Linked DNA regions of Mus musculus: all the other regions are linked to region 3. The links are chromatin contacts, called in public HiChIP or PLAC-seq and promoter capture Hi-C maps. All regions are on one chromosome and are shown on one strand. Each heading gives the region's core, a stretch centred on a gene start, on an enhancer-like site or on the middle of the called end of the contact. The rest is flanking DNA. Distances are from core to core; before and after follow the strand shown. Region 1 holds the start of Ccdc59 (coiled-coil domain containing 59). Region 2 holds the start of Cep290 (centrosomal protein 290). Region 3 holds the start of Alx1 (ALX homeobox 1).

The links. Promoter capture Hi-C pulls out the DNA fragments that hold promoters and counts their contacts. HiChIP or PLAC-seq counts read pairs in DNA pulled down with a chosen protein or histone mark.
Region 1: a promoter capture Hi-C map of second pharyngeal arch cranial neural crest shows a contact between it and region 3, with 8 times the contacts expected there. The contact joins the promoter of Ccdc59 here to the promoter of Alx1 in region 3. A contact is called at or near these places in 3 of 39 promoter capture datasets (cranial neural crest, hippocampal neurons and second pharyngeal arch cranial neural crest) and 1 of 115 datasets of contacts at active chromatin or transcription factors (astrocytes).
Region 2: a contact with region 3 is called in an H3K4me3 HiChIP or PLAC-seq map of embryonic forebrain, with 12 times the contacts expected there. The contact joins the promoter of Cep290 here to the promoter of Alx1 in region 3. A contact is called at or near these places in 4 of 39 promoter capture datasets (cranial neural crest, frontonasal cranial neural crest, hippocampal neurons and 1 more) and 1 of 115 datasets of contacts at active chromatin or transcription factors (embryonic forebrain).

What each region holds. Positions count from the first base shown.
Region 1 is chr10:105,838,907-105,843,074 of GRCm38.p6, forward strand. Ccdc59 (coiled-coil domain containing 59) reads left to right here and starts at 2,573. Exons shown (of 4, transcript NM_025602.3): 1 at 2,573-2,749; 2 at 3,636-3,942. The coding sequence starts at 2,596. Mettl25 (methyltransferase like 25) reads right to left here and starts at 2,474. Exons shown (of 12, transcript NM_207522.2): 1 at 2,170-2,474. The coding sequence starts at 2,413.
Region 2 is chr10:100,485,832-100,490,275 of GRCm38.p6, forward strand. Cep290 (centrosomal protein 290) reads left to right here and starts at 1,751. Exons shown (of 54, transcript NM_146009.3): 1 at 1,751-1,921; 2 at 2,448-2,577; 3 at 2,731-2,808; 4 at 3,489-3,558; 5 at 4,316-4,362. The coding sequence starts at 2,476. It overlaps Tmtc3 (transmembrane and tetratricopeptide repeat containing 3), which reads right to left and starts at 1,516. Exons shown (of 14, transcript NM_001110013.1): 1 at 1,331-1,516.
Region 3 is chr10:103,025,982-103,030,576 of GRCm38.p6, forward strand. Alx1 (ALX homeobox 1) reads right to left here and starts at 2,796. Exons shown (of 4, transcript NM_172553.4): 1 at 2,400-2,796. The coding sequence starts at 2,625. Gm34298 reads left to right here and starts at 3,004. Exons shown (of 4, transcript XM_006514426.1): 1 at 3,004-3,075; 2 at 3,220-3,357; 3 at 3,753-3,882; 4 at 4,128-4,595. The coding sequence starts at 3,004. The coding sequence ends at 4,594.

The DNA of each region.
Region 1 (4,168 bases), core at 1,323-3,822, 2.8 Mb after region 3:
ACATCACATACATATACATATACAACATATCACATATACATGCATATACATCACATACATGTTCATACACATCACATCACATACATGTGCATATCACCTAACGTATCCTCTGGTCAATGCTTAACACATAGGATTTTCTTGTATTCATCTAGAAAGACTATAAAAAATTAATTCTTAAACTGCTGTAAATGAGAGAAATGAGAACAAAATCCCAGTTAGAAGGAATGCTTAAATTTGCATCGTTTTGTACAATTGCTGAGGTCTGTGATCTCCCCTGGGATGTAGAATTTGCTTAACCTCTTCCACTGCTGGATTTCCTCACAAGTTTAGAAAGAGCTTGTGGTAGATTGAACAGGAAAGGCGTCACAGATCATGTCTTCCAATGCTTGCCTACAGGGAGTGGCATTACTAGACTTGACTCTGTTGAAGTAGTTGGGACTTGGTTGCTGGAGGTTGTGTCACTCGTGGGTGGACTCTGAGTCTCAGCAGCTCACCCGAGGCCTAACGGCAGAGTCTCGTCACGCAGCCTGAGGATCAAGACGTAGGCCCTCAGTGCTGGAGAGATGGCTCAGCGGTTAAGAGCTCTTCCACAAGTTCTGAGTTCAACTCCCAGTCCCCACATGGTGACTCACAAGCATCTATAATGGGGTCCAAGCCCTCTTCTGGTGTGTCTGAAGACAGCTACAGTGTAATCAGGAAAAGAAAAAAAAAATCTTAAAGAAAAAAGAAAAGATGTAAGGCCCTTATTTAGCTCCTTCTCCAGCCATGTCTGCCTGCATCGCACCATGCTGTCTCTTCACAGAACTAGATGACAAAATCCGAAGGACTGCTTCCAATAAGTCAGCTCAAAAAACAGCTGGGAATTCATAAAACTCAAAAAGTTATCACGTCCAGAGTCTAGTCTCTGAATTGGTACTCAGACTTTTGCACACACACACACACACACACACAGAGGAAACAGGAAAAAAAAACTTTTAGCAAAAGCAAACTGCAGAACATACAATAGGCACCAATGAATCAAGCTATTAGTATATATAAGGTAATAGCCCATCAGGAAGAGACAAAGTTAAACAAAGGTTTGCTCTGCACTTAAAAGTTTTGTTTTCTTGTATTTTCTTCGTTTTTTTTTTCTTTTTGAAAGCCAACAAGAGTCACTTTTTTTCAACAAATATTTTATAGAGTACTTAATGTATGCCAAATAGTTTCCCACACGTTGGAATCCTGGTTAAGGCAAATACGGTTCCTGCTTTCTACAAGTTTATGTACCAGGTTATCAACGCAGAATACTATGGGAGCAAACTGAAAGGGTGTCTAACTTTCCAACAACCAGGAACTATTGCCCAAGAACCAATGTGTCTTAAGTTCTACCATTATAACCCCCCCCCCTCCATGGCCCCTACCTCCGCCCCCGGGGCACTTTGCATTTACAGGCTGCTTCAGTGATTAAGTAAGTTCACTAATGCTGACAACATCTGGAACACCTGGAAGCAAAGCACAAGCAATTCCAGTAGCTGCTACTGTTCCTGTTCCTCTATTTCCAGAATAGAATCTAAGTTGGTAGAATCTAAGTTTCTTGCGGGTATCAAACTCCAGAGCCTAGAAAACACCAGGGTGCATAACTGATATTGAAAATACAGTTTTCTTCTTCTTCTTCTTCTTTTTTTCCCCGAGACTGGGTTTCTCTGTGTAGACCAGGCAGGCCTCGAACTCAGAAATCTGCCTGCCTCCGCTTCCGCCTCCCAAGTGCTGGGAATTAAAGGTGTGTTTTCAAATTAACTAGCGAGCACTCAAAGCTTTCACTATCACCATCCTAATCCACGATACCTTGTGCCGAGTAGGAACTGGCTCTTATTGGTCCCCCAAGTCCACTTCTACTTTGTATTGATCATCACACAGCCTTTAGATGTTTTCAAAACTAAATTGTTGAATCAATAAATGAAGGAACGCCTCTTCCCCGGGTTGACTACTTTAAGTTGTGGAACTTGACCAACACCCAGATTAGAACCCAGAGGGGACCCCGCCCGTCTCCATCCATCCTCGCTATTCAGCTCCCTCCAATTCATCTCCTAGGTAACAGCATCCTTCAAGTCCCTGCCACTTCCGCCGAGTTCCACCAGGGGGCGCGCTGACAGCCCCCGCCCCGCCCGCCCCGCCCGCCCCGCCAGTCACCTGATCCCGTCTCTGCCTCGCGCGGCTCGGCCTCCACCGCCGACTCCCTCAGCGCCGCCAGCACGCTCTCAGGGGGCAGGTCGACCAGCTCCTGCCAGACCGACTTGGTGTAGAAGTCCACCGTGTGCGCGCTGGAAATGGCCAGGGCGCCCCTGAGGAAGCTCAGCAAGCCCTGTAACTTGTCGTGCAGCGTGGGCAGGTCCGGGGTCCTGGGCAGAGGGCAGGCCGCCGCCATGACGCTCATCCTCCGGGGCTGCAGGTGGCGCCAACATGGCCGCGCGACCCCTCTCTTCCCCGCCGGAAGCGGCTCAGGCTGAGGCAGTCGAGCTCCGAGCACGCGCCGGGTTGGGCGATTGATTGCTTCCGCCTCGTGACGTGTTAGGTCGGCGTCCACTGGCGTTCCAGGAACTCCCACCGTGGAAAAAGATGGCGCCTTCGCGGCCGTCTTCCAAGTGGCGGACCGGAGGGTTTGCGGCGCGTGGGGAAGGGATCTCTCAGGTCAGATTCGGAAACCAGAATGGGAAGCGCAGGACTTGGCGGCCGAACCCCCAGCAAGCCTTCCGGGGGAGCGTGCGCAAGGGTAAGGAGGGACAGCCGTGGAGGAGCGCTCGGGCCCGCCGAAGTCGAGGGAGTAGGATGGGATCCGGCTTGAGATCGGGGAAGCCGTTCCTAAGCTCGCCAAGTCCGAGAGCTTCTCAGTCCTTTGACTGAGAACCGGACGGTGCGGTCAGCTTCAGTGATTTAACGCAGATCTCAGGTCTAAGCGAAGACACGGGGCGTCTAGAGGTGCGCTTGGCTAAGAAGCACCCAGACATACTTGCATCTCTACTACAGCAAGTATGTAATATAGATACAATATTACATTAAAATACTCTGCCCCAAAGCTTTGATAACCAAAAGACACCACAGTAGCCCTCCAGTCTCATACTGCTGCCTTCCTTAGATTCGATTCGATGTCTTGTCTTTGAAGGCCTCTCGTTGCATGTCAGATGCTTAAGTGGTTTTTGTTCGATCTAAGAATAATCGACAGGTGTTCAGAAAGTTGTACAGTACCTCCCCCTTTTGTTTTGTGTTGTGTTTTGGAAAATAAGTGATTAGTAAGATCCTCCAAGGGAAAAATACTAGACTACTCTACTTTATTTATTAAGTGTTTACTGAAGACCCAAGTGAGATTGTATGTGGATTAAATAAAATGTAATTTGTGGATATGAGTCTAAATTCAAGGTGAGCAGTAAAGTTTAGTTTACTGTACTTAGAGTTTTTAATGTGATGTCTGACAACTCGCTGTTACCCTTATATTTAGGTAAAGGGCCACCTTGCTCTTCAGTGTACCATTAAATGGTTGCCTAACCTTATCTTTAAAGCAAAGCCAAGTAATTCTCTCATTTGAATATAAAGTAAAAGAAAAAAATATTTAGTTTTCATTTTCTGTTAAAGTAATTGTAACTGAAATCCTTCAATGTTAGGACAAGGTTTTGCATTTCGGAGAAAACTGAAGATCCAGCAAAATTACAAGAAATTGCTGTGGAAGGTGAAGGAGGCACCAGCGTCACAGGAGTCCCAGTTCACAGATCGTTACCCAGAGCACCTGAAACACCTCTATCTGGCCGAAGAGGAAAGACTCAGAAAACAGCAAAGAAAGGCTGGCCTGGCTTTGTCAGAAGAACAGGTTGACCGGCCTTTGCCTGAAGAGGAGGGCAGCACTGAGCAGACTTCCTCTGAAGAACCGCCAGGTGGTCACCAGCCACAGCCAGAAGAGCTGAACACAGGAAGGTAAGCACCTCCGTCTTCAGAAATTCCTCACTTTAAATGTAAAGAATGTTTTACTGACGACACAGGGAAAAATTTGTAAGAATCAGGATTTTTCTTAGCACTTTTTTCAAGTCATGTAATGGTATTTCATGGAGTCTCCCCACTTAGTGTTAAATGACTGAAAGAGGCTAGTTGAGCAGAGATGTCGAAAATAGGAAATGAGAATTAAGAGATCTGAGTTTTGAAT
Region 2 (4,444 bases), core at 501-3,000, 2.5 Mb before region 3:
GATATTACGAACATGAAGAGAAACAGGGGTGGAGAGACCAATAAAATGACACAAAAATAGTAAATGAGTAATAGAAAATATGTATTAAAATCATACAAAAAAATCAAGGTATTGTGATTAAAAACAGCAAATTCTTAAGGTAGTATACTAGTGAACATATTACATGTGTTTAATAAATACTAGTCTCATTTCTTAGTACTACTGACAAAATGAACAGGAAAAATAATTCAAACTCTTGAGTAAATGAAGCCATAAAATTAAATGTGCAAAACACAAGTAAAGCTTAGTATTAACGTTTAAAAGAGAAACTGGGAAGTGCAACTATATCACGCATTTCACAAACATTAGCTTGTAGAATGAATGATTGTGTTCATCACATTAAATAAGAAAACAGCGTTTAACCTCTCCGAGCTTCAATCTCTTAGATGGACAATGCGGATAATACTGCTGTATCTCCACAAAGAATAATTCCAAAACTAAACAGTATTTAGAAATAAAGCAAACACTGCAATCAGGCCTACAAATCTGAAGAACGTCTTTAAAATTTGTTTCAAATACCATTTTTTTGTGCTATTTGTTTTTCTCAACCGCAGAAATCTTTTCAAAAGAAAAATGTAACTGTCTACATTTTTCTTTTAATTACTTAATATCTATTATGTATGATATGTATAAGTACCTTATATATCTATCCACGTATACATACATACATACATTCATACATATATACGAGACGCACTCTTTCAAATAGATGCTTACAGCTCCTAAAGTTACCTGCTGGTGTAGAATAGCTGTGCATTTGGCAACAGTTCCCTGAGTAAGAAGATTAACATCTGAGAAGGAGAAGGCACTTTCCCCCAAGAACTCCCTTGGTACCCAGCAAATGACAGCAAAATGCCATCGCTTGGCATGGCCCTCCTCCCTCCCTCCAGCCCGGCTTAAGAGCCTTGGGCGCACTAAGGCTCCTCTTTCCTTGGCCTTCACTCCACTCTTATTAACCTAATAAGCACTACAATCCGCAAGCTGCTGCAGGAGGCTGCCCCATCTTGACGCTCCTTCTTCACTCAACCAGAGCGTGAACTCAGGGGGTGCGGTGGGGGTGGGGGCGCTCCACTTTCCCAGACACCAAGGAGGCTGGAAACTTTTATTGACTCCCCTCTTAGGGAAGCCACTAACTGGGAGCCCCTCGCACCTACCTGAGTAGCCGGAGGACTCTTTCCCAAACCTCTGCAAGATCCGCCAGCCCTTCGGCAGCCCCAAGCTAGCGCTTCCCTAAAAACGCAAAGGTTCCCTGAGCTACTCCTGGCTGTGGGTTGACACGCCCCGACCTCACCTGAGGGCGGCTCCGCCAGGAGACGGTTCAGGAAAGCTTCTGGGATGGTGGACCGGAGAAGGACTCCGCAGAAAACACAGTCATAGCCTGCCACGCTCGGACTCCGGGGCGGCCGCACCTTAGCAGCCGCTCCTCCCGCCTCCCGAGCCTTCCCCCAGCTCTTCCAGGGCGGCCGCAGACTCCCGCATTGCACGCCGGGAACGCGCCGCTCTTCCCAAAAACTTCCAATCCCAGGATGCACAGCCGCGACGCCGAACTGCACTCTGGGACGTAGAGTCCTCATCTCACGGCTCTCCCTCATCCACAGTAAGGAGGGCTTGGAGGGGAAATAGAGCCGTAAAGCTTTTTCCAGGGTCGTGAAATGTAGTCTTCCCAGGTATCCCGGGGCCTAGTTCCGGTCTTGGCAGGCTGGGGGGCGGGGAGTGGTGTCGCCTAGCAGCCGGCGCCGCTTCGGCTCGGTCGGGAAGAGTTGGCGGGAGCAGCCTGAGTGCGCGAGGACCGCTCTGGGAAGCGTGAGGCCGGGGCGGTGGCCGAACCCGGAGGTGGTCGCTGTAGATGAGTGACTGCTGCTGGTGGCAGGTCTTGGTTTCGGTGGGTGGATCCTCGTGAGCCGGAGCCGCTTAGTGTCGTTCACAGGATCGTAATCCCGAGGGACAGGGTGCAGCCCTACCTATCCAGACCTCTGTCGCTCTTGTCTGCAGTGTCGTCTCGGCCTCCCTGATTGAGCTTGATTCCGCAAACACTTCATTTAGCTCAGTCTTTTTATCTACTTTAAAAATCCTCTGGTCCCCTTTCCTCAGAAGGTTTTCAAAAACTTCCAAACATCTTGGGAGTTGGTACCATCATTGATGGTAGGGGACTTGGAAAAGGGGCCTCGGGGTTTTAGCTCCGAATTCGTCTTAGCAAGAAAATAATAATTTAGCGTGTACATTATCGTATAGCCTGTGTCAGGGGAACTAATTTTCGTCGAGGCTGTTTGCCTCTGCATCTGTTTTGCAGTTCAGGAGCCATAGCTCTTAGCCAGCACCTAGAGAGTTAAGTAAGACCGCTCATGATCATGTAAACACTGCAAGGCCATTTTCCTTGAAAATGCTAAAATCCACCTGCTTCTTTGTAGAGGCTGAGAGACAGTGAAAGAATTCAAGATGCCACCTAATATAAAGTGGAAAGAATTAATCAAAGTTGATCCAGATGACCTGCCACGGCAAGAAGAGTTAGCAGATAAATTATTGATATCTTTATCCAAGGTACTTAATAAATGATTTGTACACAGAGCCTGATGTACAATGTCATGAATTGAAATTGCTTCTTGAAATCATTGAATGCTATAACTGGAAGAGTGCTTGTATTTAATGTGCAGGGTATGAAATAGTCCATTTTTTGTGTGTTTGTTTCCTTAGGTGGAAGTAAATGAACTAAAAAATGAAGACCAAGAAAACATGATACATCTATTCAGAATTACCCAGTCTCTAATGAAGGTTTGTAGGAAAGAGTGTGTAGGAAAAGAAATATTTTTTAGGAGAAACATAAAGAGTCATAAAGAATCATATGGTCAAATAAAATACAAAATCTCTCCCCTATAAGCTATACATGAAATGATAAGAGGATTCTAGATTCTTCATAAATAAATACTGAGAAAGAATATGTATTCTTTACATTAAGGTAAAAGCATATAGAAAAATATTTGGGGCCAGTAATTTGGGATATACTGTTCAAGAGTTTGAGAGTATATTTTGGTTATCAGCATTTTAGAAGGGAATAAAGGTTTTTAAATCATACTTGGTAAAGAAATGTACTTATGAAGGCAACATTAAATGTGTTGTATAGACTGAAGGGATGAGAGCTGATTAGTTCCAATTATAAGAAGGAATTACTAAATTTATTAATAATAACAATTGGGATAGTAAAAAAGATATTGAAAACATTTTAAGTAATGGCTATAAAGTTTAACGGAAAAATCAGATATAATTCAAAGTCTTGCCATTCTGGAATTTCTAGCCTTATGTATTTATTCAACAACTATTTACTGACTGTCTCTGTGTGTTAGTCATCGTACACACTACAGACTGAGATAGCAAATTCCACACAGTTTCCATTCCCACTGTTTACATTACAGTGTAAATAATACAGATTCTTCCCCTCTCGTTTTAATGTTCAGATGAAAGCCCAGGAAGTAGAGCTCGCTTTGGAAGAAGTTGAAAAGGCTGGAGAAGAACAAGCAAAATTTGGTAAATGTCTTGGGAAAAAACTACTGTGGTTCCATTACTTATTAGACAGTATAAAATCTATCCTATTCTATAACATATGTATTCAATTTATACTGAAAGATGCTACATCCTTGTGCAGTTCCAGGTACTGGCCTGAGTGCTGTGGTAGGGGGTGAAGAAAAGAAAACACACAGACACTTAGAACAGTTGTTTTCGGTTGGACCAGGCTCTCTAATGGAGCAACTGCCCCACCCCAGAAGCTCACTGTCTGTATTATATCCACTTGACCAGAGCAGTGGAGTTGTTGCATAGCTGAACATAAAGTCGAGTGAGTGCATACAGATAAACATGAAGGCAGGGTTTCTGCTGTTGAATAGGGAGGCAGATTTATCAAATCTCAGTAGGAGTAGTCTCTATAAGGGAGCCATAAACATTAGGGGGACATTTTCTGCACACCCTGTCAACATCCACAGTCAGACGAGGAGGGAAGGCTTTGCCGTTTGCCATAGGCCTGAGACATTTGGAGTTCCTGACGTGGCTTTGCCCATGTCAGTAGTACACACTGACTCAGGGCTCATGCACTGAAGCCTTCCTCTGCTCTCTACATGAGGCATTTCTAGAATGCATATTTTATGCATTTAGTATATAATAATTACTTTCCTGTATCTGTTAAGGATGGAATCTTTTACAGAGAACAGTACTATTTTATTAAAGTTTACTTAAAATCTGATTATAGGAAACTTAACCAATTAAAACATTTGTGTTTTTTTTTAAATAGAAAATCAATTAAAGACAAAAGTAATGAAACTGGAAAATGAACTGGAGGTATATATATATCCTTTTATATTTCCTTGTTTTTGAATTTTCTTGTAGTTGTTATTAATTGCATTATTTTAAATTGTTTTCA
Region 3 (4,595 bases), core at 1,546-4,045:
TGAGTTAGTCGTGACTGAATTTAAGTTTTCTTCAGAAAGAGATCTACTATTTTTTTAATCCTTATCAAGTTCTGAAAGTACCTTTTACTAGAAAAGTATAAGATTTAAATACATTTCTTTACATTAAAAACGACTTCCATTCCTTGAAGACTTTATACTTCCGTTTAACTAGTGCATAGTTAGGACAATATATATATATATATATATATATATATATATATATATATATATATATATATATTGTTTACTCTAGGTACGCTTAGAAATGAAAAGCACAAAAATACAAAAATAAACAAGATAAAATTTAAAACAACAGTTTGCATTCTGTCAAGAGTTATGTCAATTTTAATAATTTACTTGAGATCGGAGTTCAAGCTTGCAGCATGACAGGAAACATATATTGCATCATAAAAATTTACAGACAGATACAACGAACATAAGGAAATAGTGCAGTTTGGGCTTGTGTTGTTGTTGTTGTTGTCGTTGTTTTGTAAGAAAAACAAAGTTAACCCAACCAGAAGAGTGATTTCCCAGGACTCATCTATTCTTATTTGCTTCTTTAAAAGAGGGTGGGGGGTGGTGGGGGGGAGGGGGATTCCTCTTAACTGTTTGAAGAACCTTTTTATGTGTTCCACGAATACATTGAATTTTATTGTCTACATAACATATATTGCACATCGATTTTATGCAAAGGAGGATGTGCTGTAAAAATAAATATGAAGACAGCTATGACTGATCAACAATAAGGTTTTGTCTTCGCAGACAAGAGTTAAAACCCGGGAACTGCGGCAATTAGAGGGGGGAGGGGAAGCCGCAAAGACGCTGGGGGCAGGACTGGAGAAAGACCGCTTTTTCTTCAACGTAGCCGATAACCATCCTTGTTCATTTTATTCCATATTTTCCAGTTAAAAATTCTTCCCAACAGGGTGATGAACATTTAAAAGTAAATGAAGCACTCCAAACCAATCACCATTCCTCTTTTCCTTTTCCCCGACAATTTAAAGCACGGTGGGGTTTCTCTAGCAGTTAACGCAGGCCACTACAAAACCATTTGTAAAAATCCTGTCAGTTCAAATAACTTCAGGCACGCATCTAAGAGAGCCGAAAACACTTAACACCACCGAAATGAAGCCAGGAAGCCAAAAAGTTCTTGTATGTAATATTGGTTGTTCCAGTCTTTCCAAATAAACGATTGAAATCCACTAAAAAAAAAACACGGGCATTTATTATGTGCATTTTTTGTTCTAACCGGCCAAGTCAAAAGTCGCCCTCTGCACTGAATAAAACGAGTAGAATGTGAGATTCGTTTAAAATCTGTATAGAGTGTTGTGCGAATCAGCTCCCGAAAGTGAAAAGGTCTTGCCAGATTTTTGAACCTCCATTAAAATAGGGGGCGGTGGCTTGTTGTAAATATTTCACACTTAATTCGTTTGTTGTTTTAAAGCGCCCCGCTTCTTTCCTTGCCATTTAAGGGCGGCGTATACACCATGATAAGGAAAAGTCCTCTTAGAATCATAAACCTGTTTTAACTGTCGGGATGTGAAATGATAGGGATTGCACTGGGCTACAAGATAGAAAAAGATAGATGGTTTGTTTTGATAACATTTTGACTTGGAGATAGTCTGGCATTCAGAGTTGAAGATTCTGTCCAGAAACACTCCGAAAGGCTCCTTAGGTGACATTTTATGTGGAAGAAGAAAAACAGACAATGCAGAATCCCCAAGTGAGTGGTTTTTATCCGGAATGCTTTGCCCAAAAGCTAAAATGATTAGGTTTTTTACCAAAATGTATGTTTGCTCATCACAAACGCAATAAAGAAGTAAAGAAAATCGGCAGAAACTTAAGTTCACACAAGCTAATATATATATAGCAACAGAGAAATACAATAAAAATGTCGTCACTCCTAGGACATTAAAAACGGTTTCGTAGCTTCCCACTCATGCACACATAAAAGAGCTCAAAGATTTTGGTTTTCCTGACCACTATGACATCTAGTGATGGATTTCACATCCCCGAGCCCCGGCATCCTGGAGGGTTCACAGCGGTGGTGCGGTATTTTAACTCAATTATGACTTATTTGGAGTCCTGTTAACCTACACTGTGATCCTGGTCAGATCCTTCTTGTCCAGTTGTGAACTCTATCCGAAAGTGAAATAGAATCCGGCAGGATTTAGCTCTGGACCCCGGCCGGTTGCGGGAGTCCCAGAGTGCGCGGCGCCCGGTCCCCAGCAATCTGGATTCCTCTTGCCACATTTCTTTACTTCGACCCGCACCGTACCTCACTTCGGGGAAGGATGGCTGAGACTGGGGCTCAGTTTGGAGCCCTGGTCAGGCCGCTAGGGAGTAGGGATTAGGATGGGGTTGGGGGCTGGAGGTCAGCCGGGGTGCTGGTGACTTACCGCTGCTGTCCTGACAGGGCGAAGTCCTGTCCAGGCGCACGTGATGCTCCGCTCGCGGCAGCGGCCCGAAGGCCTGCACGCATTTGCCAGCCGTCGCTTTGCCGTAAAAGGACTCATTGTCCAGCGTCTCCATAACGTGCTCCAACGCGCCTCCTGTGCCCATGTAAAAGTCACTGTTTTTACTTGGCGGGCTCTTCAGGGCAAACTTCTCGCTCAGAAACTCCATAATCCTGGAAAGGCTGTCCGCGAGCTCTCCGGGGCGTGCGGAGGCTGGAGGGCGCGGAGGGAGGAGGGAGCAGTGGGCGGGAGTAGGGAGGGTCAGAGAGGAGGGAAAGGGGAAGCGAGACCTGCGACGCCAGGAGCTGCCCAGCTCCCAGACTCTTAATACGTCCCGGCTGCAGAAGGGGCACCCGAAGTTGCTTTTATATCTTGAAACTCAGCTGGGCTCCTCCGGCAACCTCCCAGTCCTAATGAATATGAAAATAGGCAAGGACTAACTCCACCCCAGGCCCCCTCCTCCCCCACCCCACCCCCATCTTCCCTCCTTACCCAGGGTAGGGCGCGTCCCCGGCCTAGTTCAGACAGACAGTTCCATTTCAGACAAATGCCAGGAGAGACAAGGACACCCAGAATCGTAGTCGCCTCGACAGTGGGACTGGCATTGCCGAGGAGCCTGGTGAGAACGCAGAGCGGTTAACGCTCCACTCCCAGAGGCCTTGCCGGGCCATCTCCCCCACCCCCGCTACCCCCCACCCCCACTCCCCCAACACCCGCTGTACACCCCGCCCCCACCCCAGCCACTCACTCCCAGAAGATTTAGAGGCATCTTAAGAACTTGAAAGGAAGTATTGCTCTAAAGAGCTTTTATTTCATCCGTAAATCGTTTACATGGAAGATCCACATTAATCTGAGCCCAAGACGCCGGATACAGCGGCGGCTGTTAACCGGCTTGCTGGAGGTAAAGGGGCCGAGGTTGCCTCTAACCTAAAAGGCTGGCGTCGTGGCGGCCGCAGCGCTCTCCCTTACAAGGCCCTGGCCTTCTCGTTTGCTGTCGGATGCACCGGAGTAAGGATGCAGTGGCATCTAACGGAATGGAAGGTTGAGGGAGAGTCTTTGAATATTTGATTTTACCAATACCAAACAATAACCACCTCATTCTTGGTCCACACGAATCATTAGGACAAAATGTATTGTTGTTGTTGTTGTTATTATTATTACTATTATTGAAAATTCATAGAGACAAGTGGCCCTGAAACCCCTTTCTTAGTGGAGGTCAGAGGAACTCATCACGCAAAACAGCGTTGGGAGATGAATGCGGTCAGAGTGTTTTAACAAAAGTTGTACTATATACAGGTTTCAAGAGTTGGGGCGGTGCCTTCGAAAAGAGTGTTGCAGAAGCTAGTGGCTCCGCGGACTGGGGTTGGACTCACAGTTGCGGACCCAAAACCCTTCCTTGGTCCAGCTGACCGGGATGCTAGCGAAGGTAAAACGGCGCTTTGGAGATGAAAACCATTCTGCTTGGCCTTGTGCCCCACTTCAGCTTCTGAGGAGCCCGAGGCGTCTGAGGCGGGGGAGGGAAAAAAAAGAGTTCCTTGCCTTGGGCACACTCAAGAAGCCATTTGCAATAGATCAGCCAAGCTTGCAAATTTGGTGAAACTCCCCTACAAATTATGGACAAGGGAGGTCTCTGCCCACCGATCCTGACATAACCTTCCTCTCTCACCACAGAGGCCTTCCACAGCGGCTGCCCCTTTTCTCCGGGTTACGTTGGCAATTACAGCAGAGCCTTAGTCACTTCGGGTAACCTCGCCGCTGCGGGTGGCCTAGCCCTTTTCAGTCGGGTGTCTGTCCGCCAAGGTTCGGAAATTTCCACATTCTTCTTCGTCCTCGATCCACAGGTGGGACCCTCATTGACGCCCGACCTGGACACAGCTTGCGAGCAAAGATCCCAGGCACAATGTTCTGCACAACTGTTGCTTAGCACTGCCCCAAAGGCGGGGCTGCCAGTGAAAAATGAAGATTCCATCCGACAGGACCTGAGAAAAAGTGTCAGGAGCAGCAGCCATGTTCACCCGGTTCACCACATTTCCTCCCCAAGAACGGACCCTTTGCTGAGCTACCACCAATTGACACCGTTTTGCCTTTTAACGGGTTCTATGATATTTTTAATTGTTTTCTCCGGAGCCTTGAGATAGC